Linked DNA regions of Mus musculus: regions 1 and 2 are each linked to region 3. A link is a contact called in public HiChIP or PLAC-seq data. All regions are on one chromosome and are shown on one strand. Each heading gives the region's core, a stretch centred on a gene start, on an enhancer-like site or on the middle of the called end of the contact. The rest is flanking DNA. Distances are from core to core; before and after follow the strand shown. Region 1 has its middle 28 kb from the start of Gm42398. Region 2 overlaps Crtc3 (CREB regulated transcription coactivator 3). Region 3 holds the start of Rccd1 (RCC1 domain containing 1).

Region 1 (3,371 bases), core at 168-2,667, 260 kb after region 3:
TTGCAAAGCCTAGCCTACAGCTGCTGTGTCCATGGATTCTGGCCCCTGGGTCTCCTTCTCTTGGGCCCCTCCTGTGAGATGCTTCATGAAGCAGCTAAGATTTCCTACTTCAGGGGCTCGTGTTGATACTCAGAAAACCATTCAACTTTCTCCCTGCTCCCTCCCAAGGGAAAAGCAGTCTGTCCTTACCCATGTTGTCAGCAGTTAGTCTGTCTTTATCCATGGTGTTGCCATTGTAGTTAGGGGTGGGCAATCACAGCCCAGAAATAGAAAATGGAAAGTTCCAGAGATGCATTTTTCTCTTTCTCTTGGCCTTTTTGTTTTTGAGTCAGAGCCTCAGGTAGCCCAGGATAGCCTCAGATTCACTATCCTCCTGCCTCCACCTCCAACGCGCTCAGGCTACAGGCATGTGCATCACAATGGGGAAGTCTTGCTTCCCCACGGGTATATGTGAACCAGAGGCAAGGACTGTCTAAATCAATTCTGACTTCCCAGTTCCCAGCTCAGTAGCCTCCAGCACCATCTCTCTCTCTCTCTCTCTCTCTCTCTCTCTCTCTCTCTCTCTCTCTCTCTCTCTCTCACACACACACACACACACACACACACACACACACACACACACAGAGTCAGGACTGCCCGGTTATTTTCTTTAGTTCCAAATTCTAACACTTCAACCATCCATCACCAACTCCGAGTCAGGACTCCCGTACTTATATTGGGAGGCATAGCAGCACAGTAGTTTTTTTTCTTGTTTGTTTGTTTGTTTGTTTTTCCCTATCAATTTCCCCCAGGCATCAGGCATAAATCAGGCTGTTGTAAAACCTTCAAGGTTGGCAGCAGAGAATCCAGACACCTGTGGCTGGGACTAGCTCAGCCCTTCTGGCAAAGATTCCCTGATGACAAAGGCTTAGGAGGAATGGGTGGGGGATGAGGAGTGGGAAGCCCATTCTGCAAGGACAGGCCAGAGCACGGAGTCCACACCCGGAACAGCGGCCAAACAATGGTGGGAGCGAAGGTTACCGGACAGGATGTAAATAGTGCAAGCCTTGACAATGAGAAAACTCAAACTCATAAAATGTGGGAGGGGAAGGAGCCCGGAAGTGGTGACGAGCTCATTTCCTCTCCTAAACTCGGGTCCTCGGGAGATGCCGTCTGTCCGTCTGTCTGTCCGCAGTCCCAGTCTGTCAAAAGCACAAGTCAAGCACTTAGTATTGTTCTTTGAAAAAACGTATTAGCGACGTAAAAAGCATGTGACTCTTTGTGGCTTGGTAACTTTCCCCATCACATCTAGATTTCCTTTTGTTCTGTTAAACAGAATTTTTTTTTCTTAAAAGCACACTATTACTGGGGCGCATTCCCCTACCGCTGATCCTTTCTCTATCATCCACGGTGCACACCTCTCTACCAAAGCTGCCTGGGTACCAGCCAGCCCCAGTGATTTCTAGGAGTTCCAGGTTCCAACCACTTGAAAGCCTAGCCTCAGGGGTGTGGCTCGGCGCTGTTTTGCATCTGTGATCATGAATGTGCACATTTATAAAAACAAGGCTCTTTCTTTCTGGACAGTGGTAGAGATCAATTCAGGGTTTCACTTTCTTCCCCAGGCCAGTAAAGCCCTTTAAAACACCTTTTTTTTTTTTTTAAATTTTACATTAAAAAAAATGCATCCAGTGCCTACAGAGGCCAGAAAAGGGCATAGGCTCCCTGGAACTGGAGTCTTGAATGGTTGTGAGCTGCCGTGCAGGTGCTGGGAATTGAGTCTGGGTTCTCTGAAGAGCAGTCAGTGATCTTAACCACTGAGTTCCCTCTCCAGCACCTCTCTCTCTCTCTCTCTCTCTCCATATATATGTATGTATGTATACGTGTATATATATGTATGTATTTCTAAGACAGGGTATCATGTAGCCCAGGCTGGCTTCAGTCTTGTCATATAGCTGAGGCTGGCCGTGGACATCTGTCCCACCTCCCAAGCATTCGGCTTCCATGTGTATAGCAGCTTGCCCGGCTTCAGGATGTAGCTTGAAGCCTTGGGAATCCTGTGCCATGGCAAGGACAGAGACAGAAAGCAGGAGGTCGTGGAGTCAGTCTCCTTAGGGTCAGGGCCTTGCGTGCCCACTGGCAGATAGGTGACCCTGAGCCTCTCTGCAGTTCTTTTAGGTTGCTGGAAGGAACGTGGGTGTGCAGTGTCTGATCGTTGGTAGTGGTCACTAAGGATGCTGATGGCCTTCTGTCACTGTGGGCGTCAGTCCTTCCTGATGCCAATCTTCAGAGACCCAGGGGATCAAGTGGCTCTCTTTCTTTGGTTGTTTCCCCTGTCCTTAGAACCACTCGTACAGCCTCAGCTCCATCTAGTGTTCACATGGGGACACAGCCCCAAGATCTTACTGCAAATCTTACTTTCCAGAGCTGCACAGTGAAGCCCATTTAGAGTAACCCTCCAGTGCTAATATTTGGCATTTCAAATCAAGTGTTGTACAAGCCCAGTACTCTAAGCATCAGTACATATTGTCCTCAAAGGGACAGATTCATGTAACAAATAGTTGTAAAAAATGATGTTGACTGCCAGGTGTGGCATGGCTTCAGTTCCAGCGCTGGAGTCAGAGGCAAAGGAGGATCCCTGTGAACTCCAGGCCAGCCAGGGTCTTAAAAAAACTGACATCGGCTGATGGAATTCTTGGTGCCAGGAACAATTCTAAATTCTTGAATTGTGCAAGTTCACTTCCCACAACCCAGTATCATGACATGGAAGGTGTTTGTTTCATTTCAGAGGTGCAGAAAGATGAAGTAAAATCTGTCCCTCTGAGTGGACGTGATCCTTTAGGATGCCCGTGTCCCAGTGGCTAAGGACAGTGCTCACTGAACCCCATGGGCTATAAAAGGATGAATTGGTGTGGGGGGAGGGAGGTGGCGGTGAGGTCTAGGAGGTGAAGGGGGCATGGGGTGTGTTGTTTAACCAGTATCCACTGCAGAGATGTATGAAATTCTCAAAGAATGAGCAGAAAATATGGAAAAAAAGCACCACTCTGTTGAGTGTAGACGGGGCTGCTGGGTGAGCAGGGGTGAGGAGGGAGCCAGAGTGGGGGCTTCTGAGTGTCCCACTGGGGCTCAGGCTGGATTGAGTGTGGAGAGAATGGCTTACTCAGCAGCTGGAGCACTGGGGTGACAACTGTGACCACAGAAAGAGCTTAGCAGCAGGGAGGTAGTGACTGAGCTCCGACTCTATGCCAGGCACAGGGATTCGGCATAAGGGCAACAGCCACGCGCCCACCTGAACCCTTGAGAACTGTGGGCATGGAAGGCCAATACTGAGGGATGGTTTCTCACCCACAGATTTTTTCACTTTTAACAAGGTTTATTCTTCTTCTGTGCTTTGG
Region 2 (3,221 bases), core at 639-3,138, 320 kb after region 3:
TTCTTTATCTATTGCCACCTTATTTTACTATCGATAGATAACCTGTTTATTTGTCTATGGACACCACTGCAGTATGAGTGTGGAGGGCAGAGGACAACTTGTGGGAACAGGTTCTCTCCTGCCCCGTGGGCTCGTGGGATGGAACTCAGGTCGTCAGATCTGGCAGGAAGCCCCTTTACTCACTGAGCCACCTCCCTGGCCCAGTACTGACTCAAAATAAGGATATGCAGCTGATGGGCAGGGCAGTCGCCGAGCACGGTGGGTTTGATCCCATCACTGGGAAAACAATGAACAAAGAACAAACAAGTCTTTACTTTCACAAAGGAAGTAGTAAAGTCCAAGAAAACGTGTGTCGGGAAAGAATACAGTCTGGAACAGTCAGCTAATGTAGCACATGATCATTCTAAATACAGATATTGGGCTAAATAAAACCCTGTAACCCTCGCATCCTGTTTTGGTTTAAGAGCATCGGATACTGTCCTCGCCCGGCTGCTTGCTTGTGATTCGTGAGACACACAAGTCACTACAACTTGTGATGACTGTTTAGGGCAGCCAACCCACACGCAAAGCACCCTTACCATCAGCTATCTTGCCTCCTCCAGGGCCCATGGACATGAGGATATACTATATCCTCAGAGTGCGGTCCTCTGTTAAACAGCTTCTAGCCCAGCTGCAGTGTCCTCAAAGCAGTCCCTGTCTCCGGAGGGCATCTGCTCAGATGACAGGCTGCTAAAGATTTACAGTCAGTTGTCCCCACGAGGAACCAAGCTACCCAGAGAGAACAGGTCTGGAGAACCAGATTCTTTTGGGAATGTAAGTTTCTGTTTTAATTTTTTTTTCCCCTTCCTTCTTTCCTCCTTCCCTCTTTCCTGAATTCTCCATTTAACCAAAACTGGATCTGGTTGCTTACTTATAGCTGAGTTAAATTGGTTTGAAATCTTTGCCAAATAGGCAAACGTGTAGGACCTGGACGGAGTTGCCTCCTATCTGAAGCCCCGGCTTCTGCCTCCACGTGGAAGGGAGAACCGAGCCCAGTACAACTGGCTTCACTTGTCACACAGTCCAGCCCACAGACTTTAGGAGCTCCTGAGCCACCGTAAGGAAAGCTGACAAGTGACCCTTCACTGACTTCTCACAGGCTCACTAGCAGTGACCGTCCAGACCACAGAACAGTGGTGTATAAGGCCCCCAGTCTGGGTTGAAACATCTAGCACCCAGGGATTTTCATGAGGGAAAGCTGAGTGCTGACGCGGTGTCCTCCCTAACACAGCCCTCGGGGGGCAGACCATCTACTTTGCTTGCTACACTGAAAATGGGTACAGAGAAATGGCGGAGAGTGGAGCTGGTATATTTGTGGAACTTCAATGTCTTTGTTTATATAATGAGCTGTTTTCCTTTCTCTTCTTTGTGACAGTGGGGACACCAGGGTCTCAGTACAAGTTTTAGGCAAGGACTCTGCCCCTGAACTTTATTCCCTCATCCAGGATCTGAATGCTCTGAGGTGATTTTATTATTATTATTTCATCTGATGCTTCAAGTGAAAGTCACAATCAGCATGGAACGAAGAACATGATGTGTGCTAACCCTTGTAACGTATATAAAGTATGCTAACCCTTGTGACATATATAAAGTGTGCTATAACCCTTGTGACTTATATAAAGTGTGCTAACCTGTGTGACATATATAAAGTGTGCTAACCTGTGTGACATATATAAAGTGCGCTAATCCGTGCAACCATTTCACCATTTGTTCCAACACTGGAATGAAATGAGGAAGCTAGAACCCTGTCCCCCACTTTGACTTTCTGTGTTTCTTACTTCTGCTTACTTGGGGGAATATTTGAGGTTTTATAGTTTCTGGGAATCATTTGTAATAGTGATGGGGTGACAAGCTGACGCACTGACTGTCACTGGTTTGTGTCATAGCTGGGCTGTGGAGAGAGCCAGGGTGAGTGTCAGCTTAATGAGGATGCTAACCTTGGCTTGCTCTTCTTTCTGGGGCTATAAGCCAACCTTAAAGCCCATTCGCTGAAGCTGAAGCTGAAGCAGAGGACCAGGTGCAGCAGATGGCATGCACACCTCCTCCCTGACCCAGGGATGCAGAAATGCTTCCCGGAGGATGCTGGTCCCAGTAGGCAGAGTCAAATAAAGGCAAAGTTCTCTCAGACTAAAAGCAAGGGTTTGTTTCTTAGCTGCTGAACAGACAAGTCAGGGGCACTTAGGGTCAAGAGTAACTGGGAAAATCCTGGTCCACAGCTGGGAAGACAGCTCAGGCGGTAAAGTGCAGGCCTGGCATGTACAAAGCTTGGTTCCATCTCAGCACCCCGTAACAGGGCATGGTGGTCACACAGCTGTACTCCCAGCACACAGAGGTAGGAGGTGGACCCCAAAACAGTTCAAGGTCATCCTCAATTGCACAGCAAACTGAAGGCAGTCTGAGCTACACGAGACACTGTTTCAAAAAGAAAATAAGTATTTATTCACACTCTCAACAAATGAAAAATATAAAGATTGAGAGTGTGAGACACCGCTGATCCCATTTCCCCTTCTTGCTTCCTGATAGACAGCCAGGGTAATGGCTGCATGAGCCCTTCAATGAACGACTGTGTAAGCACAGCAAGTGGGAGCGGACCTTACTTCTACTCTTCTCTTTTAGCACGGATAGTAACATGGTATACATTACAGCTGGCTATAATGTATATGGACTGATGCAGCTGTGTGTGCATGTGAGGAGGCACCTCTGGTCCATTACCGCTCTTTTCTGAAAGACTTTCTCACTGCTCTGGAACTTGCTAAGCAGACTGGCCAGTGACTCCAGCTCTTCAGGGCCCAGATTACAAGCACAGCACACCTGGCTTTTATGAGTGTTCCGGGGATTGAACCCACGTCTTCCTGGGTTTACTGAATTACTCCAACCCACTTTTTATTTTTTAATTTTTTTTTCAATACTAGGGATTAAACTCAGGGTCCTGCTACTGAGCTGAGTCCATGTCCTCAGCAATTGCTTTTTAATGTTACTTTTTTAAAAATAGGTATTTACTTTTATGTGAAGGTAGGACAGGGTAGTGTGGAGGGCAGCACACATGCCACAGCCCACGTGTAGTGGTCAGAGCACTTTCAGGACTCAGGTCTCTCCTTCCACCATGCGTGTTCTGCTGACTGAACTCAATCATCAGGCATGGCAGCAATCCTTTAACAGCTGGGCTACCTTGTTGGTCTTGC
Region 3 (3,572 bases), core at 640-3,139:
AGCTGTAGCAGAGGATGTGCACTGTTCAATATTCATATCTTTTTTTTTCTTTTTGTTTTTTTTTGTTGTTTTTTTTTCTTTTTGTTTTTTTTTTTTCTTTCTTCTCTTTCTTGTTCAATATTCATATCTTAACTTGTCTACCAGGATTAGTTACCCACACACATGTTTCTTTCTGCAAAATAGGATGTCAGTTCTCAGGGAGGTCTTGAGAATTTAAACTCTACTTGGCCCCTACTCAAAATGGAAGTCTTTTTTTGTTTGTTTGTTTCAAGACAGGGTTTCTCTATATAGCCCTAGCTGTCCTGGAACTCACTTTGTAGACCAGGCTGGCCTCAAACTCTAAAATCCTCTGCCGCCCAACTGCTGGGATTAAAGGCGTGCACCACCACTGCCCAGCCAAAATGAAAGTCTTATTCCAAATAGTTCCTTATATTGGCTCAGGTGACTCTCTTACCTTGGGGCCCATCCCAGGGGCAGCTTACACTATAAAAGCTTATACACAGGTGCAGAAAGTGCTGCAGGGTGGTTGTTTCGGGTCCAAGGGTAACTATACAAAGTCGTTCTACTGACTTCTATCGTGATTGGTTTCAAGGGCACAGAACATAACTATATAATCAATCTTAGCATTAGAAAGTTCCTTAGGAACAGCACAAACATGAGAAAGTTTCTTTATAATGGCAGGCTGTCCAGGTAACGGTTACCTAGGCCTTAACCTTCCATCTAGGCCTTAACAGTGGTCTCTTTCTTTGCAACCCAGAACTTATTTCTATTACCACAAGGGAACTGTGAGGCATGTACGTGGGAGATCAGATACAACACTAGGATCTGAGGCCCACAGCTCCAGTCTCTTAGCCTTGAGAACTTTAACCCCGAGTCTCCATTCAAATTGACTCCATTTTTCTCTAGACTCCCAATCACACAGCAAGTGTGGAGCTGAGCCGTGTCCTATGGATTTATAAGCCTCGTCCCAACAAGAAGAATAAACACCTGGGACCTAGGTGGGCGTGCCTGTGCACCTGGATCCTATTGCACAACTTCAGTTTTACAAGGCGAGTGGGGACAGCACTGCTTGTATCTACCTAGCAGAACTGTTTGCAATAAATACAAATCAAAATTTAAGTGTAAACAGTCCTAGCTTAGTTTACACAGTAGAATTTAACGACGAAAATGACCATTGGCTCTTACCGGGTTTCAGAGGCATTTGGACAATTTCCACTGGACCTTACTCGGTCGTTTATTCAAGAAGTCTTTGCTGCGCCTTTCCTTTGACTTAATGTGATGACTATGGGTCCCAGGGAGCTCAGGCTGAAATTGGGAGACAGTCGCGCGGTTCAAAATGCAACGCCACTTCACTCGAATGGATCAGAATTTTACAGACACTCTCGAGCCTCTTAAGTCAGATCTGAGACTACAGCTCCTGGATCCCCAACCAAAGGAATCTTTCATCTTCCCATTAGCCTGTACCCTCAACTCATCAGGAAAGCCCTTTAAGCAGGAAACCTTGAAAGTGAGCAGCGCATAGTAATGTATGGCTCGGGGAACAGATGGCCGGCGGAGTAAAGCACTTTTTAAGGGCCTCCGCGCCAAGCAACGCGGTCATTCGGTGCGCCAGCTTTTCGGAGCCAATCGCAGGCACGAGCGGTGACGTCACCACTGGGGCGCGCCTGACCGGCACACATGCGCCGGGTTACCTGCCACCAGGCAGTAGGCTGAAGTCTCCTGTGCGCGCCAACAGCAGTGGACGCGGTTGGAACCACTGAATGAATGGATACTCTTGACGATCCGAGGGAAACGGCGGGCGAAGACCAAGCCCTGACACCCTCCATTCCCTTTGAACAAGGAAGGAGGTCGTTCACTACTGAACAAGCGCAGGACTGAGGGCCAAACAGGAAGCTGTAGTACTAGTGCCTTCACTGATTGGCCCAGGCTCTGTCACTTACTTGTACTGAGCCAATGAGTGCCAAGCCTGGACTCCAGCCTCTAAGAAACCGGTGTTCCTAGCCATATAGGGAATCTATTTGAGTCCTGTTTCTCCTTCAACCTGGCAGAGTTACAGAAAAATGTATTTTCCCCGAGGGAAGCGCACACTGACCCCAAATTCCAAACACAGACTGGGTAGAGATCACAGAAAACTCACAATATCATGACAAATGTATCCAAGGACCAGCATAAAAAAACGACACTGAAAAAAAAAAAAAAAAAAAAAGCTGGGCAGTGGTGGCGCACGCCTTTAATCCCAGCATTCGGGAGGCACAGGCAGGCGGATTTCTGAGTTCGAGGCCAGCCTGGTCTACAAAGTGAGCTCCAGGACAGCCAGGGCTATACAGAGAAACCCTGTCTCGAAAAAAAACCAAAAAAAAAAAAAAAAAGAAAGAAAGAAAAAGAAAAAACCAACCAAACAAACAAACAAAAAAAAAAAAAAAAAAAAAGACACTGAAATTTGATCAGCTTCCTAAGCTTTAGGCTAACTCACCAGGATTTAGAAAGAAACCAGCGTGGGTGTTGGCACTTGTAATTCCTACAACTCTTAACGGTTGAGAAAGGATTATCAGTTTGAAGCCAGCCTGTCCTACCCATATTAAGGCCTTGTCTACAAAGGTTCTCCATGGGCCCACTGGCTTCCTTCTGTTACAGCAACAGCGCTCTACAGCACACTTTGCTGATGTCCAGCTGTTGCTCCTGAGTGTCCCACCCTCAGCAGCCCCGCCTACAACAACAAACAGATGCTTTAGTTCCACAGAATTTATTAGCGGGGTGAGCCTGCTGGCAGGCTCTGATGATGCTCCCAGCATGTGAGGATGCTGTTGTGTCCTTCCTTCTTGATGCCCATAATCCTCAGGCTTGAATGGGATGTACGTCCCCCAGCCTCAGCTCTCTACAGTACAGACAGGGCCCTCCTGAGTGCTGGCAGGGCAGGGCTGTATGCTGTGTGTCCTGAGAACACCAAAGTGCAACTGTGGCAGCTGTGGAGGCGAGGCAAGTATCGAGCATCCCAGTGCTGACTCAGAGCTGTGAAGGGTGACAGATGCGTGAGCTGTGGGCCCCGGGCCGATCGTCACTCTCCGTCCTGGTTGGGTTGGATGAGTCTATATTCCACTGCTTTCTCCAGGCAGGCTGCGGCAGCCCTGGTGACTGGGCTCTCCTCGCCCTTGGCCAACACTGACAGGATCTCCAGGACCTCACTCTCCATCAGGGTGCCGGCGATCTCCTTCGAAGACTGCATCATGTTCAGCACCACCACGGTGCCCCGGTGCTGCAGCTCCTGGTTGGGGCTGAGGAGCAGGGCCTGCAAGATCTCCAGCCAGTGTGTGGTCTGTAGGAAACGGGCGGATGTGAAGACTGGCAGAAACCACATCTACGCTCTAGGAACTCCCCGACACAACAGCCATACCACCATGTAGGGAACTGCTAGCTCCTTCAGCCTCCCCCGCCCAGACCAGGTACTCACCACTTGAGGGATACGACTGCAGAGTGCGGGCCGCATGGAGGTGAGCATGGCCAGGCCCCCAGCAGCCGCCCTCCGCAGCAGCTCATCATCCTCGCCGCTGTACAGCACCAGCAGCTTCAGCCGG

The links. HiChIP or PLAC-seq counts read pairs in DNA pulled down with a chosen protein or histone mark.
Region 1: an H3K4me3 HiChIP or PLAC-seq map of bone marrow-derived macrophages shows a contact between it and region 3, with 8 times the contacts expected there. The contact joins the enhancer-like site here to the promoter of Rccd1 in region 3. A contact is called at or near these places in 19 of 39 promoter capture datasets (the 3T3-L1 cell line, 3T3-L1-derived adipocytes, the C10 cell line and 13 more), 2 of 15 datasets of contacts at CTCF or cohesin (CD8 T cells and the NIH/3T3 cell line), 16 of 484 Hi-C or Micro-C datasets (3T3-L1-derived adipocytes, B cells, the BV-2 cell line and 12 more), 19 of 115 datasets of contacts at active chromatin or transcription factors (CD8 T cells, the HPC-7 cell line, bone marrow-derived macrophages and 10 more) and 4 of 9 other capture datasets (adipose tissue, embryonic stem cells, liver and 1 more).
Region 2: an H3K27ac HiChIP or PLAC-seq map of microglia shows a contact between it and region 3, with 7 times the contacts expected there. The contact joins the enhancer-like site here to the promoter of Rccd1 in region 3. A contact is called at or near these places in 7 of 39 promoter capture datasets (the C10 cell line, the HPC-7 cell line, hematopoietic stem and progenitor cells and 3 more), 1 of 484 Hi-C or Micro-C datasets (bone marrow-derived macrophages), 6 of 115 datasets of contacts at active chromatin or transcription factors (bone marrow-derived macrophages, effector CD8 T cells, memory CD8 T cells and 2 more) and 3 of 9 other capture datasets (adipose tissue, liver and pancreatic islet).

The regions. Positions count from the first base shown.
Region 1 is chr7:80,581,919-80,585,289 of GRCm38.p6, forward strand. No RefSeq gene overlaps it. Among named protein-coding and RNA genes, the nearest start is that of Gm42398, 28 kb to the left of the region's middle. Within about 2 kb of position 1,418, at least 113 of the 459 cell types and tissues checked have an H3K27ac peak or open chromatin away from gene starts, as enhancers often do. A contact at or near this core is called in B cells, CD8 T cells, the G1E-ER4 cell line and 14 more, where this site is marked.
Region 2 is chr7:80,638,148-80,641,368 of GRCm38.p6, forward strand. All of the region lies in intron 2 of Crtc3 (CREB regulated transcription coactivator 3), which reads right to left. Gm15880 (predicted gene 15880) reads left to right here. Exons shown (of 5, transcript NR_040343.1): 3 at 603-813; 4 at 1,415-1,501. Among named protein-coding and RNA genes, the nearest start is that of Gm15880, 3.7 kb to the left of the region's middle. Within about 2 kb of position 1,889, at least 103 of the 459 cell types and tissues checked have an H3K27ac peak or open chromatin away from gene starts, as enhancers often do. A contact at or near this core is called in the HPC-7 cell line, bone marrow-derived macrophages, hematopoietic stem and progenitor cells and 4 more, where this site is marked.
Region 3 is chr7:80,322,565-80,326,136 of GRCm38.p6, forward strand. Rccd1 (RCC1 domain containing 1) reads right to left here and starts at 1,890. Exons shown (of 9, transcript NM_173445.4): 1 at 1,186-1,890. It overlaps Unc45a (unc-45 myosin chaperone A), which reads right to left. Exons shown (of 20, transcript NM_133952.2): 19 at 3,449-3,572; 20 at 2,728-3,313. The coding sequence ends at 3,056.